2 separate regions of the Mus musculus genome follow, and region 1 is linked to region 2. The links are chromatin contacts, called in public Hi-C maps. All regions are on one chromosome and are shown on one strand. Each heading gives the region's core, a stretch centred on a gene start, on an enhancer-like site or on the middle of the called end of the contact. The rest is flanking DNA. Distances are from core to core; before and after follow the strand shown. Region 1 overlaps Gm29536 (predicted gene 29536). Region 2 overlaps Gm38631 (a long non-coding RNA gene).

Evidence for each region. Hi-C and Micro-C count contacts between places; a contact is called where the count stands out from the background.
Region 1: a Hi-C map of trophoblast stem cells shows a contact between it and region 2, with 2.0 times the contacts expected there. The contact joins two enhancer-like sites. A contact is called at or near these places in 13 of 484 Hi-C or Micro-C datasets (cortical neurons, differentiating embryonic stem cells, embryonic fibroblasts and 6 more) and 1 of 9 other capture datasets (embryonic stem cells).

Annotation. Positions count from the first base shown.
Region 1 is chr1:79,194,498-79,200,340 of GRCm38.p6, forward strand. The region is part of intron 1 of Gm29536 (predicted gene 29536); the gene reads right to left. Among named protein-coding and RNA genes, the nearest start is that of Gm29536, 27 kb to the right of the region's middle. Within about 2 kb of position 3,419, at least 14 of the 459 cell types and tissues checked have an H3K27ac peak or open chromatin away from gene starts, as enhancers often do. A contact at or near this core is called in trophoblast stem cells, where this site is marked.
Region 2 is chr1:78,726,084-78,732,849 of GRCm38.p6, forward strand. The region is part of intron 2 of Gm38631 (a long non-coding RNA gene); the gene reads left to right. It overlaps Gm33693 (a long non-coding RNA gene), which reads right to left. Exons shown (of 5, transcript XR_865566.2): 2 at 5,658-5,811; 3 at 4,588-4,746; 4 at 838-885; 5 at 576-720. Among named protein-coding and RNA genes, the nearest start is that of Gm38631, 9.5 kb to the left of the region's middle. Within about 2 kb of position 4,253, at least 2 of the 459 cell types and tissues checked have an H3K27ac peak or open chromatin away from gene starts, as enhancers often do. A contact at or near this core is called in trophoblast stem cells, where this site is marked.

The DNA.
Region 1 (5,843 bases), core at 2,169-4,668, 470 kb after region 2:
TGACAAAGGTCATCATCAAAACAACCAAGATATGAGATAGACTCTTCAATACTCCCAAATGTTCTTTCATCCCTTTATAGTCATTTATAGATCTCTTCCACACTTCAGCTTCAAATGTGCTTATCAGTTTAATCTTTCCAGCCCTAAATTTTCATATAAATAAAATTGTACACACATCCCCCTTTGACTGATATTCTGTACTCAGTGGAACATTTCTGATCTTTATTTGTGTTGCTGGGTAGTATGTCAACTTGTAAAAAGGAAAGTTTACTTAACAGTATCTGTTTTGATGTTAGAGATTCCAGTCCATAATTTAGTAGCAAAATTACTTTGAGCCTTTCCTAAGGGTGATGGATGGCAAGAGTGGGCAACTTCTGACTTAATGTGGCGGGCTATAACATGAAGTAGGAAGCAAAGATGGAGAAAAAGGGGAAGAGACCACTGTTCTGTAACCCTCCTCCAGGGCAGTGTCTGACTTAATGACATTCTCCTATCCCCACCCCCATGTATCCACCGTAGATGCCATTGATTCTAAAAGCACCATTATGCTAGGAACCAAGTCATTAACACATGGGCCTCCAGGGGAACAGTTGTGTAAATGGTAGCAAGTATGATCTATTGGTATTTTCTGGCTGTGAACTTTCCATTCAAATGGTTAGACTACAACTTATTCATCTCTTTCTTTCTCCTGTTTGTTTGTTTGTTTGTTTGTTTGTTTGTTTGTTTTTGGAACAGGGCTTCTCTGTGTAGCCCTGGCTGTTCTGGAATTAGTTCTGTAGCTCAGGCTGGCCTTGAACTCACCGAGATCCCCCTGCCTCTGCCTTCCAACACTATGACTATTGGTATATGCCACCACCTCCCCACACTTGCTCGCATTTCAACAGAACATTTGCTTCACTTTATTGAGTAGTGGGATGTAAGTGAAAGGTCAGTTGTTCCTACGTCCTGTCTTTGTTTCTTTTTCTCATTTTTGTTTGTTTGGTTTGGTTTGGTTTTATACTGGTAAGAACATCAGAAAAAATGGCCAAAGGAATTGATAATAGTTATAACTTTTTTTCCATTTTCAATGGAAACTCTCTCGATGTTTTACCATTATACATGAACATTTTTAATAGAATATTTTAAAATCCAGACTTTTCTTTATTGGACTAAAAATAGTTACTCTCTCATTTTATAAGTTTTTGAAACTCCTATTTTAGCTCTGTTTCATTTTCCAGATGCCTTATTGCATGTGATGAAATGAGTATCTTCTTTCCCCACATTTTATTTTAGTCTAGTAAAATGGATCATAGTGTTTTAAAATATTGTAATTAATCCATTTGTGGGTGATTTTATGAATCACTGGATTTTATTGAGAATTTATTATTTTGAGAATTTAAAAAATATATTCATCTTAAAATTTTATCTTTAATATCTTATTTCCTACTAAAGTCTGTTGACAGTTTGGAATTACTACCTCATGAACTTAAAAATACTCTCTCTCTCTCTCTCTCTCTTTCTCTCTTCTCTCTCTCTCTTCTGTCCTTTGGATATGTTTGAGGGTTTTTTCCTCTCCATTAATATTTGGTAGAAACTTAGAGAATCCATCTGTTGCAGGCATTTGTTGTGGGGAGGTTGTCATAGAAGACAGTTTGTGAGTAGAGACAGGGTGGCACAGATGTTTCTCTTTTTTCCTGCTTTGACTCTGTAGCTGTACTTTTCCAGATATTTTCCTGTGTCTAACCTTTAGCTGTTACTGTCAAGTATCTGGTATCATCCTGTTTTCTTTCTAATGCCATGTCTGCTCTGCCATTTCTAAAAACTGGTCGTTTAGCCTTTTGTCTCTTTGCTCTCCATTAGACGGGCTAAACATTTGCAAACCTTGCCCCTACTGATTCCTCTGACACTAATATTCTACTTAGTAAGGTCTTCCATTGGTACTAGTCATTTTCCCCCATTTCACTCAATATTCTTTTCTTTCTTTGGAGGTAGATACTTCAACCCTTCGTTAAGTCTCAGCCTTTTTTGCCTATTAATAATATATATATATATATATATGTATGTATATGAAGTAAAATTTTCTTTCAGTACAAAGCTGTATATCCTACAAGGTTGGCTATGTAGATACCTTAATTATTAACAGAAAAAAATGTTTTAATTTTCACCGTATTTTCTTACTTATAAGCTAACTAAAACATGCTGTTTCATTTTCAAATATATTTTTATTTACTTTATTCATTATTTTAAGAAGAAGCTATTTATTTTCACATGTTTTTATTTATAAAAGTTTTAGAGTTATAAAAATTTGCAGACATAGTACATACCCACAATGAACACATAACTAATGGAACAGTGAGGTCGCATCACTATTGACTACTATAGGGGTGCTGTTGCTCACATGGAGTCTCAGATGACAAAGAAGTGTCAACAGGAACCGGGCCATGTATACGTATTAAAGACGCTTCTCCATATTGCCATTTGTATCTGTAGTATGACAAACATAAGCCCACGCTTGCGTCTCTACCACATTGCCACACAGATCCTTCTAGCTTCTCCTTTGCTTACCTAAAATGTTCTACTCTAGCAAAGTGCCTCTCTTGCTCTTTTTAAAAATGTGCTTGTTTTATTCTTCTCTCTCAACTTTATACATATTCATAACGTGTTTTAGCACATTCCCATTGTCCTTTTCTAGCTCTTCCACCCCACTGACGCTTGTTTTTTGGCAACAATTTCCCTCCTACTTCCATGTCCTTTTATTGCTCATCTGACCATGGGTGAGAATTCTTTTCTTGAGCAAAGGCACTGTACCTGAGGCAATAGCACTAGGAATATAACATTCTTTCCCCAGCAACAATTAACTGCATACAATTCTTCAGGAGGGGTATGGTCTTATAGATCCCTTCCTACTCTGAATGATTTCCCTTGTTCTGAAGTTTGCTGAAGTGGAAATTTCTAGTTTATTTGGAAAGCCAGTTGTGCCGCATGACGTTTTTCTGGAAACTGTCTTATGAAGGGATGTTTTGCTGAAGCAGACATGTGAGAGTACATGTAATGTTTTGTTGGAGCAGACATGTGAGAGTACATGTGATGTTTTGTTGGAGCAGACATGTGAGAGTACATGTGATGTTTTGCTGAAGCAGACATGTGAGAGTACATGTGATGTTTTGTTGAAGCAGACATGTGAGAATACATGTGATGTTTTGTTGGAGCAGACACTGGGGAGCATGTGATGTTTGGAAAGAGTATATAAATGGAACCCCATAAAGAGTGACAGGTTGCTCTTGCATTGCAACGCTGTGCAATCGTTTTCTGACCTTGCTTCTTTGCTGGTCTTCATTTTGGAGAGAAAAACACACAAAAGACCTTCTGTGGTGTTCCAACTGACTCTAGCCACTTCTGCTGACTCATGCTGACTCTGTGAAGCCTTGGGGCGGAGGGAGGTGGTTGTGCTGGATCATGCCACTGTTACTGACCTGTGTTTGGTGTTTGCTACTAAACTCTACTACTGGTATCTTGACAACAAAGAGTGGAATTGCCTCAAAAAAACTACTATTAAACAGGTCCTCAATCCCCATTTCCTATTAACTTTCTTTCTCCCCAACCTCTTGTCGCTGGATTAGAAGGAAGGTTGAGGTGTTTGAGCAGCCTACATAAAGAACGTTTAGAAAAATCTAAGCCCACAGTCTGCTTCGAACAAAGTTAATATAGTTTATCTGGAAATATTCTGATTACTGTTACCATGGTGTACTTCTTGCTCTATTATGTTAAACTTAATTTAAATATTACAGATAGAGTGAGTTTCCTATAATAAACATGTAACGAATTCTTCTTTGGTGATCTAGACTGAAACTGTTTCTCTATTGATGGATTCAGATCTTGAGAATCTTTAAGAGTGAACTGGTTCATGAAACTTTTGATCACATGTTCTTATAAGAAGAAAATTTTAATGGTTTATCTGTCTTTATCCATAATCCTGCTATTTAAATTACTTAAAATATATTTTATGTAGCAATGCTAAAATTGTATAATTAAATAATGGGTGAAGTCTGACAAACAAGAACTAGATAAATGTTGCACATTTTAAAATCTTTTTTTTTTCTGTTTTTTTTTTTTTTTTTTTTTTTTTTTGAGACAGGGTTTCTCTGTGTAGCCCTGGCTGTCCTGAAACTCACTCTGTAGACCAGGCTGGCCCTGAACTCAGAAATCTGCCTGCCACTGCCTCCCGAGTGCTGGGATTAAAGGCATGTGCCACCAATGCCTGGCAATGTTGCACATTTTAAATATTTTATTTTATAAAATAATTTTGCTTTCAATAATGTGGGAGTAAATTTCTTCCTTTCACACATCAATTAGTTTTTCTTGAGAACTAATCACAAGAAATTGTACTTTGATGACTCTCTCTAATATATATATATATGTATATATATATATATATGTACACACACATACACATATATGTGTGTATATATATATATATGTATATATATATATATATATATATATATATATATATATATGAATGAATGAGGGAGGTAGAGAGGGAGGCTGGCTGAGAACTTGCTATTTGGCAGAGGATGACCTTGGCTTCCATCTTCCAAATGTTAGGATTACAGGGTGTACCACCATGTCTCGTTCTATTTGATACTGGGGCTAGCACCTAGAGCTACCAACTTAACTACATCCCCAGTCTTGTTTTAAGTCTTTAAAAGTGAATTAATAAGTCACAGAAACTCTTCAACAGAGAGTTACACTCCAAGGTCGTAAACACTCGAATGTGGGTTTCTCTGAGAACTACTTTATATTACTCTTGACATAACAACGTTGTTCTAAGCAGTCATTTCCACAATGATATTTTGGTGGCGTGAGTTTTTCACTTATTATTGAAATGTCATCTTTACCTTGAAAGGTAGAGATTAAGTGTATTTACATAGAAATGTTGTCAAGGTTACACAACCATTTGTTGTCAGAAAAGGTCAAAACTTTTGGAATAATAAACATTTTGAAAAGCATAAATTCATGACTCATATTAAGCTCAATAACCTTTATGTACTTTCCCACATTAATAAATATTTTGGGCAAGCTAAACATTTGATATGCAGTGGGCTCTTTGCTTTTTTAAAAATTATCTCATATAATTCCTTATTTTAAAAAAACTCTTTGAATTTGCAAGTGAGGAAAACTAATTTTACATAGCAGTTTTGGAGTTTATTTTTAAGTATTTATTTATTTATTTATTTATTTATTTATTTATTTATTTAGATTTTCCAAGACAGGATTCTCTGTGTAGCACTGGGTATCCTGGAGATTTTTATGTAGACTAGACTGGCCTGAAACTCAGAGATCTACCTGCCTCTGCCTCCCAAATGTTGGGGATTAAAAGCCTGTACTTCCAACACCTGTTTTTATTGTTTGTTTATTTGTTTGTTGTTTTAATCCAACATCACTTAGAAGTGTTTTTAGGCCTGATTTCTCAGAAGATGGCCTCCAGCAACAACATTTGTTCATCAAGGGATGCATTAATAAGAGATGCCAGAGTGAATGGTTCTGTGTGTGTGTGTGTGTGTGTGTGTGTGTGTGTGTGTGTGCACGCGCGCGCGCGTGCATGTGAAGCAGAAAAGGGAGGAAGCCATAAACTGCATCTTGTGTGTGATTTTTGTGCTGTGACACAGACCTTCACCGCCTGTTTCAGTCAGGCCATGACACTCTTAGGAGATGAAATTGCACATGTTTTCCTTCAGTTTTCTACTCGATCTGAAAAGAGGCTTTAATAGCTACTAAGTAAAGAAAAGTATCCAGAAGTTGGAGGAGATGCACAATGGATGATCCAGAAGAATGGAAGAGACTGAGTGGAACACCATCAGCCT
Region 2 (6,766 bases), core at 3,003-5,502:
GGGAGAATCAGCCGGGAAACGAGCTGGCATTTGACAGATGCCTCTGTGTGGAGACCAATGTCCCTTTTTGGCATCACGGAAACCGTTTTTATCATTTCCTTTGGCCTAGGTGCAGTTTCCATGACTTTTGCCTTACAGCAGATGGAGGGTTGGAGCCGGAGACTAAGCTATTTTTTTTTTTTTTTATTTTTTAGGGAGTTTTAAGCAGGACAATACGTGTTATACAACTTAAAAAAAAAAAAAAGAAAACAAGATTAGAAAAGAAAAACTTCTCCCTTGCCCCCCTCACCTCTCCCACCTACTGGCCCCTGGCATCTTCCCAAGATGAGAAATGAGAAACTTGTATTTCTCCTGGCTTCCAGATGAGAGACCAGATTATTTTTCTACCACTGGAATATAAAATTAATTTATTGCCTCGGTTAAATTTGATTAAAAAAAAAAACCTCAGCTTCTCTTACACACACACACACACACACACACACACACACACACACACACGCAGACACACATACACACACACGATTGTGATTTTTTTTTAAAAACAGCTACTCCACAGACCTAGCATCAGGTTTCAGGGAGCATTCACTGTAGTGTTTATTTGCAGTAATTCTTTTCCTGGATACTTCCCAGTTATTTCCAGAGGACAAACTCACGCTGTGTGTATAAGGATCTCGACAACAACAACCAACTCCATGGCTGGAAGGGATCTAATGTATTCATCTTTGGGAGGGAAGAGGTTCAGAGGCTGTTTGAGAAACTGATAAGGCTTTCTCAGGGGGTGCTGTGAGGCAGCGGGACAGGGAGACCCTTGGGTAAGCAGAAGGTCTGGCTACCCACCTTTCTTTCTCTGCTTGGCTCTGTGCTACATCAGCTTCCTGGTAAGTGCTGTAAGGAGAAACATCAAACAACAGATAGAGCCTCAGATGCAGAACCCGTGACTCTGAGCCCGAGAATGGCTTGTTCCCAGGGTCTCCGAAGCTTCTTGTCTGTCACCATCATCAGAGATGCTTATGCAGTGAGATGATCCCTTCCTCCAGCCCTTAGCTTCCGGGTCAGCCCATGTCTGATAAGCCCAGCACACATACCACTGGTGAGATTTCCCCCACGAATCTGACTAGCCCTGGATAGCATATTGACAGAAATGATTCCACACATTTTAATAGAAATGAAGGCGTTTCCGAGCTAAGATAAGGAAGACGCCTGCTGATTTTTGAATAGGGTGTCTCCATTTGTGTTTCTCAGACAGGGCCTTCCTCTACAGCTGGACTCAAATTTACTGCAGTTCTCTTGCTTTGGGCTTCTGAGGGTAGGGATTGCAGATGTGACCTATTGTGCTCAGTTATGCATTTAATTGGTGTGTGTGTGTGTGTGTGTGTGTATGCATGTGGAGGCCAGAGAACAGCTGTAGGTGTTGTTCCTCAGGAACCATCCATATCTTGAGATAAAATCTGTCATTGTCTTGGCTCTTTCCAAGTAGACTAGGACAGCTGGTGAGCCCCAGGGACCCACCTTTCTTTGCCTCCACAGTGCTGAGATTACAGGCACAAGCCATGCCATCGTGTCTAGTAAGCTCTCTCTCTCTCTCTCTCTCTCTCTCTCTCTCTCTCGATGCTAGGAATGGAACACAGTTCTTTTCCTCCCACAAGGAAGGCACCCTACCAACTGAATTATCTCCCTAGTGTTTGTTTACTTTAAAAAAATATTTTTTATGTAAATGAAGATGTTAAGATCCAAGAAGATACATAAGTGAGAACATGATTTTTTTTTAACATTTTGAGACTTCTCTTGTGCACACAGTGATCCGTTCCTTATTCTTTTTAGTATTCTGCTTTGGTTTGGCAATGGGCACTGTCATCAGACATTATTTGTGTGGTCCACAATGCCCTGGCACTCTGGTGCTGAGGTCAGAGTCAAAAGGCGTGGCTTTGCTTATGGAAAGATTTTATGTATACTAATCCGTGTTTGTCATTCACATGGACATGACAGTGGCTTCATGTTGGTCTCTGCTGACATTGCAGAAATGTCCATCATTTACACTGTCCTTGCTAGAGTGTTTATCTTACTTTATTTTCCTGTTATGATAACAACTACTCTGACAGAAGCAACTTAAGTGAGAAAGGCTCTATGTTGGCTCACAGTGGGAGGCACTGGTTCAACATGATGATGTCACAGCAGCGGAAGCTCAATGTAGCTGCCTATACTGTAGCTACAACCAAGAAGCAGAGACTCATGAATGTCTGTGCTTAGCTCAGTTTCTCCTTATGCATCCACAGAAAGGTGCTATCCATGGTGGATGAGCCTTCCCACTTCAGTCCACCTAATCAAGATAATCCCAGCACAGGCATGCTCACAGGCCTGGAAACTTGGTGGTTCCAGATCTTATCTAATTATAATTGAGATTAAGCACCACAGTAGTGCCAATTAGCAAGGCGGGGTGACTGCTCTCCAGGCATGGGGAAAACCAACATTTTCTTAATGAATGATGGTGGCTACTCCATCCTTTCTTATTGAATTTCATGGAAATTATTACTCCACGAGATGCCAAGAGACTCGCTACCCTATGCCAGCAGCCCTATCTTTTATGGCAACATCCCAGCACTAGTCCAGAGGAGCCTTCTCCACTATCAGTAGAGAAATCAAGACCAGTGGAGGACCTTGTATTGGAGGTCTTGGCTAGCTTTAGAGTCATAATCCGACAATGAAGTGTGATATTTGGAGAATGTCTCCTCTGTGGGACCTTAATGGCCCCCTGCCAGCTTATAACTGGCTTCCTCCAAAGAGTCTTAAACATGGAGACACAACCGACACATTCATACTTTCTCTCCATGGATGGAGCAATGACTGGAAATGGTTCAAGCTTTGTAAAGAAATAGAGCGGTTATAAGACAATGTATTGGGAATTTTCAGGATGTGGCCCTCAACCTTATTAATGCTGTGACCCTTTAGTATAGTTCTATGTGTTGTTGTGACCCCAACCATAAGATTATTTATTTACTTGCTACCCCATAACAGTTATGCTCTGCAATGCAAGCATAGAATGTGCAGTATCTGATGTGTGACTCTTGTGAAAAGGTCATTGGATCCCAAAAGGGTTGTGACCCCAGGTTGAGAACTTCTGTTCTAGAGTCACACACAGATAACAATGAATGTGTATTATACGGGGTATTTGTTAACTTGTCTTACCCACAGGGGTTGGGTAGTTTGTTAATGGCTGTCTGCATGCAGGAGAGGCTCAGAACCTGGTAGCTGGTCAGATACAAAGTCGAATGCTTCAGCATTCCCAATCTGGCACCAAGCTGCTGGTCTCCAATCCATATTCAAAGTCTGAACATGATCTTTGGGATGGCAGTGAAGGGTGGTGGCAGCACACCAGGAGAGCCAAACTCACCAGCAGCGGGGCAGGTGGCCCTTTGTGAAGGTACCGCCTGCTCTGGGGGTGGGGGGAGCATCTTCCCTCAGTTACTTCTTCCTGGAAAGTCACTGGCAGATCCCTCCTAAGGCACATCTCTCAGTTGACCCTAGACCCAATCAAGATCACCTATCACAGACATCTCAGAAGATAATAAACCAATGACAACCTTAGTGGACTTGTGTCAGCACTTCTTCAGGCCTGCACAGTGCTGTCATTTAAAGCCTGCTGCATGCTGTCATTTAAACTACCAGAGTCACTGAGCCCAGAGCACATTGACTGTTTAGTGGTTCTGGGAATCCTCCTGTCTCCACTTCCCAGCGTAGGGCTCAGTTTCGAACCACCACACCTAGCTTTCACATGAGCGTTGGGGACCTGGACTCAGGCCCTCAGTTATTTTTGGTAGTCACTTTAATCAACTGAGCCACATCTGCAGTCTCCTTTATGAGCTTTTGACATGATCTTTTCATAGGGAGGGTGTGAGGGCTGATATCATCGGCTCTGATCAGTGTGGGTTCTAGCATGCCTTACTAAGAAACCCATCTGTACGGGAAGCCTGCTAACTCAAATGTGGCTGTTGGTGTGGTGTGGACCGAAGCAGAACACAGAAGGCTAAAATTCTTAATCCCCCTTGCTTTATGGTATTACATGTTTCCCTGCATCTAGGATCCATCAATGAACAAAGCGACCACTTTTCTGTTCATCCTCTCATCACCCCAGGAAGTCAAGTTAAAGATTAAATCCCAAACCTGGCAATATTCTTAGTCATCACCACCAAGGGCTATAGACCATTAGGTTATATCAAGCCTTTGACAGGTCACTGATTTCTTAATTAGCAGCTTGTGACTCATTGCTGGAAGAGCAGGAAGCTGCTTCTGACCCTCTGCTGTCCTAATTGCCAATTGAGCTGCTCTCATGGGCTCCCTCTGCGTATTTTGAAAACCTAATACTGCCACTAGCAATTTCACGATCGTGCAGGCAACTTCTAAACATCTTTAAAGATGTCACCTCCCTGTGTTATTTCATCTAATGAGACCCGAGGGCAAGGCAACCCTGTCTTCCTCCTTCAGAACTCTGTCTGGATCCTTCGATGTCTGCTTTATTGCCACGGGGGCTGTGTTCATCTAGTCTCTGTTTCTCTGAAATGTCTTCTTGAATTTTAAGCAATTTATTTTTACCTCACTCACAGACAGAGCGCCTGAGACTCCAGACGATGCATTTTGGGACAAGTGGACTGGTATCAAAGTCCTTCCTCACAGAGGGAGCTGATCTCAATGTGAACCCCAGGACACACGTGCTGTATTCTGTCCTTCAAGAGCATCAAGTGTGTGAAGTTGCTGGGAAGAAGCAGGTGTAGACAGTTTGAAAAAGATCAACCTGAGACGACCAAGTTTCTGTGCTTAGGACATTTATAATCAAAATGGAGGGAAAGAAGTATACAAACACATTCAAAGTATGAGAATAGTCACCTGTAGGCGTTTACTCTCATAGGGAGTGTTGTCAGATCAACAGGATCCAGTTTCACCTGGTTGGATTAATCGGGGTGGGAAGAATTGTCTTTACTGTGGGCAGGCCCATCCCTCGGGCAGTGGGTTCTGGAGTACAGAACTCTGAGAAAACTGCGCACTGACATTCATTCCTCTCCCTATGTAGCCAGACTAGATTCAACGTGACCGCCTGCTTCAAGTTCCTGCTGTCTCCTCTGCCTTGCTACTGAGGGTGGCAGCTTGAAGCAAGCCCTTCCTTCCTTAGGTCGCTTGAGACCTTGTACTTTGCTAATTGTCCATTGAGCTGCTCTCATGGGCTCGCTAGAAAACCTAGTAGTGGGTATTCTGTTATAGCAATAGGAAAAGGAAATAACCCTTTCACCAAATTTCTATACAAACTAACGCGTGCGTGTGCGCACACACACAACACACACACACACACATTTTCATATATGTCATTTCTACTTATGAGTGTGCATCACCCTCTCCATCTTTCCTTGCCACTCCCTCGGCCCCACACACCTTCCTATATCCATTACCTCCTCGTCTCTGGATCCTTTGCTCCTTTCCTGTCACTTAGCTTGCCATCCTTAAATGTTAAGGCCACCCGACCCATCTCTGCTTCTCTCTTGGAATTCACTTGTTCCTTTGGACTTAACTACTGTATGACTACTTTTGCATTAAAGTACCTATCCCTGAACTCTACATGTGACCACTTTAACTTAGGTGCATATTTTACATAGTTGTCATGTGACTCTTACCGAAGACTCCCAGCATGACCCTCTGGGCCGAGATCCTTCAGGAAATCCTTTCCTTCTGACCTCCTTCACAATTGCTTTCTTTCCAGTCTCCATGTAAATGAAATCATGCAGGGTGTGCTCTGCGATGCTTAATTTCTTTCATTGCATCGTATATCTGTGAGATTCACCCAAGTTAGGTATATCAGTCACTTGCTTCTTTAAGGAAAAGATTTATTTTTATTTATATGTATGGGTGTTTGCTTATATGTATGTATGTATATGTGTATGTATATATATACCATATGTGTGCTTGATGTCCAAGGAGGCCAGAAGAGGGTGCTGGATCCCCTAGAACTGGAGTTATACATGATATTTATGTCATATGGATGCTGGGAAACACACCAGCATTTTGTACCTAATTGCCACGTGACGCATAAGGAGACGAGGTACTGGGTGATGAAGCACTTAAGCACTTAAAGTGAAGTCTCTTTGCAGCTGAGGGAAAGCAGCACTGGAAGCTGGGTCTCCTGATCCCAGGAGCTTGGGGTCTCTGCTATCAGGCCCTGTATGGATAATCTTCCCCGCCCCGCCCTTCTCCTTCCCAGACAGGTCTTTATAGTTCAGCTTTCTCTCTTAGACATGACGCCTCCCCTTAACTGCTGAAGACTGTAGTACTCAAACTGGAACTGTGACAAATGTCGCAGAGCAGAAATTAGAATGTAAAAGCAAAGCCTTACTGTAAACACAAGGGTGAGATTGCGTTTCAGAGAGTCTATGTGCGAAGGATTGGAAAGGGCTGCTCCTTCACAGGCTGTCAGAAGGCAGTTCAAGAATGGAGTCTTGTGAGGAAAAGTCTGTGTGCGTGTGAGAAAACGTCAAGAAAACAAGAGTCTTGTAACCTCAGCTTCTTAAAAACATGGAACATGTTCTTGTGCCCCTCCCACGTGTAGCAGATAGGAGTGAATTTACTCCAGATTATTCTTTACCCCTGGATATTGTTTTTTTTTGTCCATATGCCTCTATGGAGAAACATGTTTTTGCCATGTGCAGCTTGTTCTTGTGACTGCACACTTCATTGGTGTGATTCTTCTTAACTCTGAGGGTATAAATTGTCTGATGCTCTGAATAAA